Regions from separate parts of the Mus musculus genome. Here region 2 is linked to region 1. Evidence: chromatin contacts called from public Hi-C data. All regions are on one chromosome and are shown on one strand. Each heading gives the region's core, a stretch centred on a gene start, on an enhancer-like site or on the middle of the called end of the contact. The rest is flanking DNA. Distances are from core to core; before and after follow the strand shown.

Region 1 (4,558 bases), core at 583-3,082:
GATTCTAGGCAGGAGCTGCACTGCTGAGCCAAACCCTAGCTTTCTTATAGACTATAAATCCTTTCTAGATGATTATAATGCTAATACAATGTAATTACTATATAGTTATACCATACTGTTTAGAAAAAAATTTTAAAGTTTGTAAATAATCACTAGAGACGTATTAATTAACTAAATTAACTAAAACGACATCTCTGCATCCAATTCCAGCCCTTGGGAAGTGCAGGCAGCAGGATCGCATGTGTGAGAGTGGAACAGTATATAAGTGAGATGAGATATCCTTTGTTGTTTTTTTTTTTTTTTTTTTTTAAGACACGGTTTCTCTGTATAGCCCTGGCTGTCCTGGAATTCACTCTATAGACTAGGCTGGCCTCAAACTCAAAAATCCGCCTGCCTCTGCCTCCCAAGTGCTGGGATTAAAGGCGTGCGCCACCACTGATGCAGCACTCTGGGATGCAGAGGCTGACTGTACCACACTGGAGGCGCAATGTGCAAACCAGACACGGGAGGGCCCATAATCCTAGTACTTTTCAGGCAGAGGCAGGAGGATCACCAGAAGCCAGCTTGGGTCATACAGTGAAAACCTGCTTCAAGAGTCGGGTTGGCGTAGGGATACTCAGGGAAGAAAAGAGAGAGCAGAGCAGTCTCTGCAGCAGGTCTTGAACTCCCACACAGTCATGGAAGTTCAAACTGCCATGTAGCCTATAAAATCAGGGAGGCAGCCGGGCGTGGTGGCACACGCCTTTAATCCCAGCACTTGGGAGGCAGAGGCAGGTGAATTTCTGAGTTGAGGCTAGCCTGGTCTACAGAGTGAGTTCCAGGACAGCCAGGGCTACACAGAGAAACCCTGTTTCGAACCCCCCCACCCCCACCCTCCCAAAAAATCAGGGAGGCTCCTGAGACCTGATGATCGGGCCACACTCCCACTAACTCTATTACCTCAGCTGTAGGGCCCCCAGTACGGACACAGTCGGTGGCAGCAGTTAGGAGCTACGAGGAGAGCCCTGGGCAAGCTCATATCTGTGCAGGCTCACAGAAAGCTATTTTAATCTCTTTATTAGAGTCAAGGTGACACAGAGCAGAGAGGAAGCAGGCTCCCTCCTTCCCAGAGCATGTGCCTCTGCACAAAGCAGCTTCTTCATGACCTCCCTAGGATGAGAAGGAAGACAATGGGAGGTGGATGGGAGTATGACACACAGGAAGGCACAAAGGAACACATAAGTGGTGGTAACTATTATTGATTACAATATTTCAGTGATCCCAGCGCCACCTTCCACATTACCGGGTGGGGTCTTTACTCATTACAGGGGCAAATCCATACTAAAAAACTCACTGTGTGCTGGGGTGTAGCGCGATCAGCACGCACTTTATCCAGCACACAGGCAGAGGGGACAGATGAGACCGGGTATGGTTGAGGGTGCATTTTCTAAGGAGGAAACGGAAGGATAGGAAGATTAAAGATGTTGAGTTGCATACTAAGTGGGTGGTGAGGCGAGCCCTCATCTGAGCCCAATAACAGCCAATTACCCTAATTATCAACGGCGCCCCAGGACGAGGCCTAGAACTGAGCGCCTTGACCCAAGTCATCTCGCTCCGCCTCAGCAATGACCTGCCATAAGGCTCGATCACACCCCACTTCTCCACCCCGAGGCCACGGCGTGCCGCTCACCCCCGAGCCTGGGTCCGGGTCCGGGGCCCACAGCTCCGCCACCATCTCGGTGTGCAGAAACTCGAATAGCACCGCGTCCGCCATACGCCGCCTCGCGACCCTCACGCCTGGCCAACGCTTCCGGCTCCCATTGGTCAGCTCGGGAGGTAGGCCCGATCTGATTGGTGATCCTATTTAGCTCCGCCTGCTTCTTGAAAGCCAGGAGGCGGGTCCACCGAGCCCCTTCCTTGGCCGCGCTGTTAACATCTTCCGCCCTTTCTTCGCTTCCCTCCCTGCTCCCGAGTCTTCGGACATCCAATTGGCTGAGTCTCTGATTCCTGTGAGGGTCCAAGATTAAAAAAAATAAATTTACGCGTCAAACGGAATTTTCCTAAATACATAAGCAAATAAATAAATAAACCCACACTACGGAAGCGACTTGTCTAACCGCTTTCCTATTGGCCATAACTCGGCTCACGTGACGCTGCGAGAGACCGGCTCACTTCCGCCAGGCAGCGGACCCCTTGGGCTCGGAGCCTCGGAGACCCGGTATGGCCTTCCTTCCGGGACTCTGGTGTCGGTGGCTCTTGTTAAGGGTCCCCTCGGGCGGCTGTCCTTTCTGTTTGCCCTGGTGCCTATTGCGGCCAAGTGCTCGCTGGCCAGGAGGACAGTGGAGGGTGTGGCCTGTGCTGGTGGGACTCTGGGAACTCTTGGTTACAAAGCTTTTAAAACTTACTTTATTATTGTCAGTATTATTTTGAGACAAGTTCTCACTATGTATGTAATGTTGGATGGCCTGGCACTATTGAGGATCAGGCTGATCTCGAACTCACAGAGATCTTCCTGCCTCTCCTCCGGTGCTGGGAATTAAAGTCATTATTATTATTTTATATTAGTTAATGTATATATACGCGTGCGTCTCTAGCACGCGTGTAGAGCTCAGAGGACAACTGTACGGGCCTCAGTTCGCTTCTTCCACCATGTGGGTCCCTGGGTTCGAACTCTTGGCGTCAGGTTTGATTGCAAGTGCCTTTTCCCAGCTGAGCCATCTCGTGTGACCTAGTTCTAAGGCTTTGCCTGGACGGTCCTTGATGTCCCCGGTGTGCACACAAATGATACAGAGGTGCACAATTCCAACCCATGTGTACACGAGGAAACTGAGGCCCAAGTCAGGACTCGCTGGGGATGGCGGTGAAGGGGCTGGGACTCGGGACCTCACGTCCGCTCAATTCCTCTTCTCCAGCTCCGTGCCATGGAGTCATCCCAGGGTCGGCGGAGAAGGCCGGGGACAGTGGTACCTGGGGAAGCTGCGGAGACCGACTCGGAGCTGTCTGCATCCTCGTCCGAGGAGGAACTATACCTGGGTCCCTCGGGCCCTACGCGCGGCCGTCCCACGGGGCTGCGTGTGGCCGGGGAGGCGGCGGAGACCGACTCGGAGCCTGAGCCCGAGCCCACGGTTGTGCCGGTCGACCTGCCCCCGCTCGTGGTGCAGCGCGATCCGGCGGAGACTTGGGGCACGGAGGAGACCCCTGCCATGGCGCCTGCGCGCTCGCTGCTGCAGCTCCGGTTGGCTGAGAGCCAGACGCGCCTGGACCACGACGTAGCGGCTGCGGTGAGCGGCGTGTACCGCCGTGCGGGTCGCGATGTGGCCGCCCTGGCGGGGAGGCTGGCGGCTGCTCAGGCCACCGGGCTGGCAGCCGCCCACAGCGTGCGCCTGGCGCGCGGGGACCTCTGCGCGCTCGCCGAGCGCCTGGATATCGTGGCTGGCTGTCGCTTGCTGCCGGACATACGAGGGGTCCCTGGTATGGAGCCCGAGCAGGACCCGGGACCTAGAGCCTAGGCTGTCACTCTGTGTCCCCCCACCTGACTCTGCCTCTTGGTGAACATTCGTACCACCTGTGGCATCTGACTCTGTTTTTGTTCCTGGATCACCGAGGCCTCCAATGCGTGGTAGCATTTGATCAATGCCGACAGAAGCCGAATCCTCGCATCTTCTTTGATATTCTTAGCACAATTCCGGGCTCCCCAACCCAGGTTCTGTGGCTATCAAGTAGCTTAGCCCCTATCCATTCTGGTCCTGTTTCCTAAATTCAGCTTTACTCTTGGGCAAAGCCAGAGGTTTGCTTTCTTTTGTTGAGCCTTTCTGAATTTAGGCTTTGGGGGGTAGTGGTGTCTCTCTAGTTTACATCCCTAAATGATGATCACTCCTGACCCGAGGATACCTTCCTCTTACACATATCCCTCTTACCGACCGCTGTGGCCAAATGCAGACCAACCTAGGGCCTGGGTAGTAACCCTAATTCTTAGGCCTTTGTGTCAGGGGCAGCGCCTCCTGGTGTTTTGATCGCTATAGAGACATGACACCACAAATACAAATCTACCACTCACTGTGTCTCTTTCTGGATGCTAAAAGGACTTGGATTCTGACCTCTATGGGCCTCGAGGATAACAGGTTCTTTTTGCCTCTTTGGGTTTGGCTCTTTGGGTGTCTTTTTGGCCACTCCTTTTGTCTCTGTCTTAATGAGGATTCAGTGACCTTATGTGGAAGGGAGCTCGGGTGGTGGGGTGAGACTGTAGCTCAGTGGTGTCGTGTACGCTTAGTGTGGGCGGCCCTGGGTTCAATTCCTAGGACCACCCTGCTTCAAAAGAAACAAACAAGCACATTCTTTGTTTGTTTGTTTTGTTTTTGTTTTGTTTTTTGAGACAGGGTTTCTCTGTGTAGTCCTGGCTGTCCTGGAACTCACTTTGTAGACCAGGCTGGCCTCAAACTCAGAAATTCACCTGCTTCTGCCTCCCAAGTGCTGGGATTAAAGGCGTGTGCCACCACTGCCCGGTCAAACTAGAACATTCTTAGATGCCTGTGTCCCCTTTAAAAATTTACCCAGGGTGGGGGGTGGGGTGGGGCTGGAA
Region 2 (4,558 bases), core at 830-3,329, 6.2 Mb before region 1:
AGGTTCCCTCTCTATTTCTTATATCCCAAGAGATAGGGGAGGCTGATTTCAGCAATGAGCTAAGCTGAGAGCCAGCCTGGGATGAGAACACTAAACATCTGTGGGTGCTTCTCCAATGAAACCAGAGGTAACCCAATAGACTCAGGTGCTTACTAGAGCTACATTCCTGTACTGCTAGATAGACTGTGCTCTCAGCGAGCAAGGGAGTCTCTTTCTTCCCACCATCTCGATGATGTGGCTGCAGAAATTCTCTTCTTTTCCCCCTAGTATTTATTTTACTTTTTAAGTTATGTGTGTGTGTGTGTGTGTGTGTGTGTGTGTGTGTGTGTATAGTTCCCTGCAGAGGCCATAACAGGGCTTCCAATATCCTGGCTCCCCACAAGTTACAAGTGCTTGAAAGCTGCCTGAATGGGTGCTGGGAACTCAACTTTGTTCTCTGTAAGAGAAACCATTTCTCCAGCCCCGAGCTGTCTCCCCTTTTTTTTTTTCCCCAAGACAGGGTTTCCTGGCTGTCCTGGAACTCCCTCTATAGACCAGGCTGGCCTCAAACTCATAGAGACCCTGCATCTGTGTCTCAAGTGCTGGGACTAACGGTGTGTGCCACCACTGACCTGCCAGTTTTCTCCTTTCTTAAGCTCTATCAGTCGTCAGCTCTTGCCCCATCTATCTGATTCCTTCGCAGGAAAATGCCTGGAGACTTGTCTCAACTGTTTTTTTTCTCGCTCTTTCTGACCCACCACTATAAGCAATGACCTCTAGCTTATTAGCCATAAGGTGATCAGCCTTTAACATCTCAAACAAACTCACCATTGTCAACTCTGTCTCTGCCCTCTCATCTGTCTACTCTGGTAGTTTCTCACCCTCTCATGACCTCTCAAAGTTGGCTGGCCCGACTGGGATATAGGGTTGTGTGGGTCTCAGCCACAAGACTTCTCTTTTCTCCCTATTCATTTAGTCTGATGAAATGTGTATACCAAGGAAAGGCACGTTTTCTTAAATGATGGGACCGGGGAAGGGGAGATGCTTCTCAGCCCAGGATGGGAAGATCACATTTAATTTGAAGAGCACTTACTTAGATGTATCATCTGCCACAGTAATTATATTTAAACCAGTGGTGGTGATGTGTCTGTCTCAAAGGGTATTTATGCAAATAAACACCTTAGCCTCAACCGGTGATGTATGGATCTAGAAGTGTTTTTTAAGAAATCTAGTCAAAGCCAGGCGTGGTGGCGCACGCCTTTAATCCCAGCACTCGGGAGGCAGAAGCAGGCGGATTTCTGAGTTCAAGGCCAGCCTGGTCTACAAAGTGAGTTCAACAACAAAGTGAAAACAACAACAACAACAACAACAACAAAAACCCAAGAAATCTAGTCAAGGGGAGCTGGAGAGATGGCTCAGTGGTTATGAGCACTGACTGCTCTTCCAAAGGTCCTGAGTTGAATTCCCAGCAACCACATGGTGGCTCACAGCCATCTGTAACGGGATCTGATGCCCTCTTCTGGTGTGTCTGAAGACAGCTACAGTGCTCTTATATAAATAAAATAAGTCTTGAAAGAAAGATAAAAGAAAGAAAGAAATCTAGAGAAGGGTAATATCTGCCTTGGTGAAATACCTATTCTGGGATAGTCACTCTTATGAGAGTGGTCTTGCTCTCGATCTCCTCTGAGAGGGATTTACCAGGCTGGCCAACTCATTTCTTCTCGAGACGGGAGGTGGGTATACTCAACATCTAGAAATAAGTTCAAGGAGGCGGGCGTACTTGGTTACATACTACACAGTAACCGCTCTTCAAAAACCCTTCTTCGGTGAGGATGGCGCGCGCTGAGTTAAACTTGGTGAGGCTCGTACCTTGAAGAAAAGAAGCAGATCCATCCGGCCGGGACAGCAGGTTTTGCTCACAAGCAAAGTGCCGGAGACTGCAGACTGGACTTCGGGGGCTGGACTCTGTTCCGGTGTCAGTGAGTAAATTGGCGTCTGCACGCTTTGCGCCCTCCATAGCCGCTGACCACGCGCGCTGCGGCTCCCACCGTAGCTTCCGCTTAGCGGCGCGCGCAGTTCTACCGGCCGCGTACCTATTGCGCATGCGCCCGTCTAGGGCACGCCCGAGTTGGCCCTAGCACGTGGCTCAGCGTTTACTAACAATCTGGTCCCGCCCACCTCCACCTCCCAATTCTGGCATAGCCATTGGACAACAGGGAACAGGGGGAGGGACTTGGAGAGGGCCCATTTTGCTCAGGGCTCCGGGTCCTGAACCCTGAAGGTTCAAGTTAAGTTGTCCTTTTAGTTGCCTGAATTAGGAGCAACTAGAAGCAGACGACCGGAGCAATTTTAGAGACTAAAAATTGCCACCTTACTCATTTATGCGTCTTTGTCGCAAGGTGGTTAGAAGCAGATAGCGTGTTGGCCTAGCGGTGCTGCTATTTGAATAAGGCATCTGGTGGGACAGCCGTATGTCTATCCTGTGAGAAAGGAGGAGTGGTTATTAGCCAAGATGGCGATAGTGATGTCTGCGGCCAAGATCTGGAGGCCGAGCCGTGGCCTGCGCCAGGCTGCTCTTCTCCTGTTGGGACGATCTGGGGTTCGGGGCTTGGCTAGATCTGTGAGTATCTGAGCCCCACGGGGTCTTTCTTAGGGAGAAATAGAGACGTAAAAGTTATTCTTACATTGTGTGAGACACCGCGGGCTGTGAAGGAAAGAAAGAAAAGGTCCGAGAAACTTCTTGAAGAGAAATTCAAGGGAAGAATCCCTTTAGAGGAAAAGCAAGGCAGCTACTTGTGGGCCTCGATAGAAGGAGACGAGACGGGGGTTGAAAGGACAGATCAGGTTTTCATAGGGTCCTACATTGCTTAAATTCCAACTGTAAAGGGAGTTGAGCAAGAAACTGGTTTGATTCCTATGCCACCTGATCAAAAGGCAAGGCAAGGGACTTTGCCATGACTGTCCTTTACACAAGATGATTATGAAGGGAGACAAAGAGAGCTACAAGTTCAAACAGGACCCTTTGCCCACGTTATTTTTTTGAGACAGGATCTCACCCACGAGTCCGGAATGGCCTTTAGCTCACCCAGATGCTTAGACAGGCATCGAACTGGAGATAGTCCTGTCCCAGCCTCCCAAGTACTGGCATTACAGATGTAAGCTACGGTGCTTGGCTGCCCACTTTTCTTGAAAACACTGGAGAAAACTCGGAATTCCCTTTTGATCCATTGTTGATAAGGGCAGGATAACACTTCCAAAATCTGTTGCGGTCTGGCAATGTACCACCACAGTGTAGAATGCTTGCCTAGCACGCGCCACGTCCAGAGTTTGGCTCCTAGCCCTGTGTGTTTGTTTATCTGGATATGGCGACACATGTCTGTAATTTCAGCGCTTGGGAAGTAGGAGAGGAGGCATTTGAGGCCAGGTTGAGTTACGTGAGACCCTATCTCAAAAAAAAAAAAAAAAGATTTTTAAAAATGGTTTACTTATTTTTATTTCACGTGCATTGTTGTTTGGTCTGCATGAAGATGTTGGATTCTGTAGAACTTGAGTTGCGTACATACAGACAGTTTTGGACTGCCATATGGGTCCTGGGAATTGAACCCAATTCCTCTGGAAGAGCAGCCAGTGCTCTTAGTCACTGAGCCATCTCCCTGCACCCCCCAAAAGATTCTTTTTAAAAAGAATAGGACCTGGTGTGGTGATGTATGCTTTTGATTCCAGCACTTAGGCAAACAGATCTCTGTGAGTACCAGGCCAGGGCTACATTGTGAAACTGTGTCTTTTTCTCTTTTTCATTTATTTATTTATTCACTCCACATCCCGATATCAGCTCCCCCTCTCCTCCCAGCCCCTCCCCCCCCCTTACAGCTACTCTTCCTGTTCCTTTCCCCCTTCTCCTTTGGAAAGGGGGAGCTTCTATCACCTCCCCAGCACATCAAATCATTGAAGTACCATACACCAACGCTAGACAAGGTGGTCCAGCCAGGGGAAAAGAATCCACAGGCAGGCAACAGGTTCAGAGACAGCCCCCATTCCAGTTATTGGGGGACCCACATAAGAACAAGCCACACAAGTGTGTGTGTGTGTGTGTGTCCAGGTCCAGCCAGTGCTCATTCTTTAGTTGGTGGTTCAGTCACTGAGAGCCCCCCCCCCCCCAGAATCCACGTTAGTTGACTCTGTGGTCTTCCTGTGAAGCCACCATCCTCCCCTGGGCCCCCAGTCCTTCCCCCAACTCCTCCACAAGACTCCCCAGGCTCCCTCCATGTACTGCTTGGCGGGGGTGGGGGTGGGGGGGGGTGGGGGGGGGTGTCTCTGAATCTGTTTCCATCTGCTGCTGAGTGTAGCTATTCCAGGCTCCTGCCTGGAAGTATAACAAAACATCATTAACAGCCTCAGGGATCGGCTCCTGCCCGTGGGATGGGTCCCAGTCATTGGTCAGTCATTCCCTCTATCTCTGCTCCATCCATGTCCCTGCACATCTCGCAGGCAAGACACATCCTGGGTCAAGGGTTTTGTGGGTGGGTCCCTCCACTGGGAGTCCTGCCTGGCCACAGGCAGTGGCCACTTCAGGTGCCAT

What was found. A called contact is a pair of places that touch in the nucleus more often than the background predicts.
Region 2: a contact with region 1 is called in a Hi-C map of B cells, with 6 read pairs. The contact joins the promoter of Exosc5 here to the promoter of Trappc6a in region 1. A contact is called at or near these places in 2 of 39 promoter capture datasets (cranial neural crest and frontonasal cranial neural crest) and 1 of 484 Hi-C or Micro-C datasets (B cells).

The regions. Positions count from the first base shown.
Region 1 is chr7:19,505,944-19,510,501 of GRCm38.p6, reverse strand. Trappc6a (trafficking protein particle complex 6A) reads right to left here and starts at 1,832. Exons shown (of 6, transcript NM_025960.4): 1 at 1,670-1,832. The coding sequence starts at 1,753. Bloc1s3 (biogenesis of lysosomal organelles complex-1, subunit 3) reads left to right here and starts at 2,132. Exons shown (of 2, transcript NM_177692.4): 1 at 2,132-2,197; 2 at 2,892-4,558. The coding sequence starts at 2,901. The coding sequence ends at 3,488.
Region 2 is chr7:25,656,674-25,661,231 of GRCm38.p6, reverse strand. Exosc5 (exosome component 5) reads right to left here and starts at 2,079. Exons shown (of 6, transcript NM_138586.3): 1 at 1,849-2,079. The coding sequence starts at 1,996. Bckdha (branched chain ketoacid dehydrogenase E1, alpha polypeptide) reads left to right here and starts at 2,471. Exons shown (of 9, transcript NM_007533.5): 1 at 2,471-2,599. The coding sequence starts at 2,492.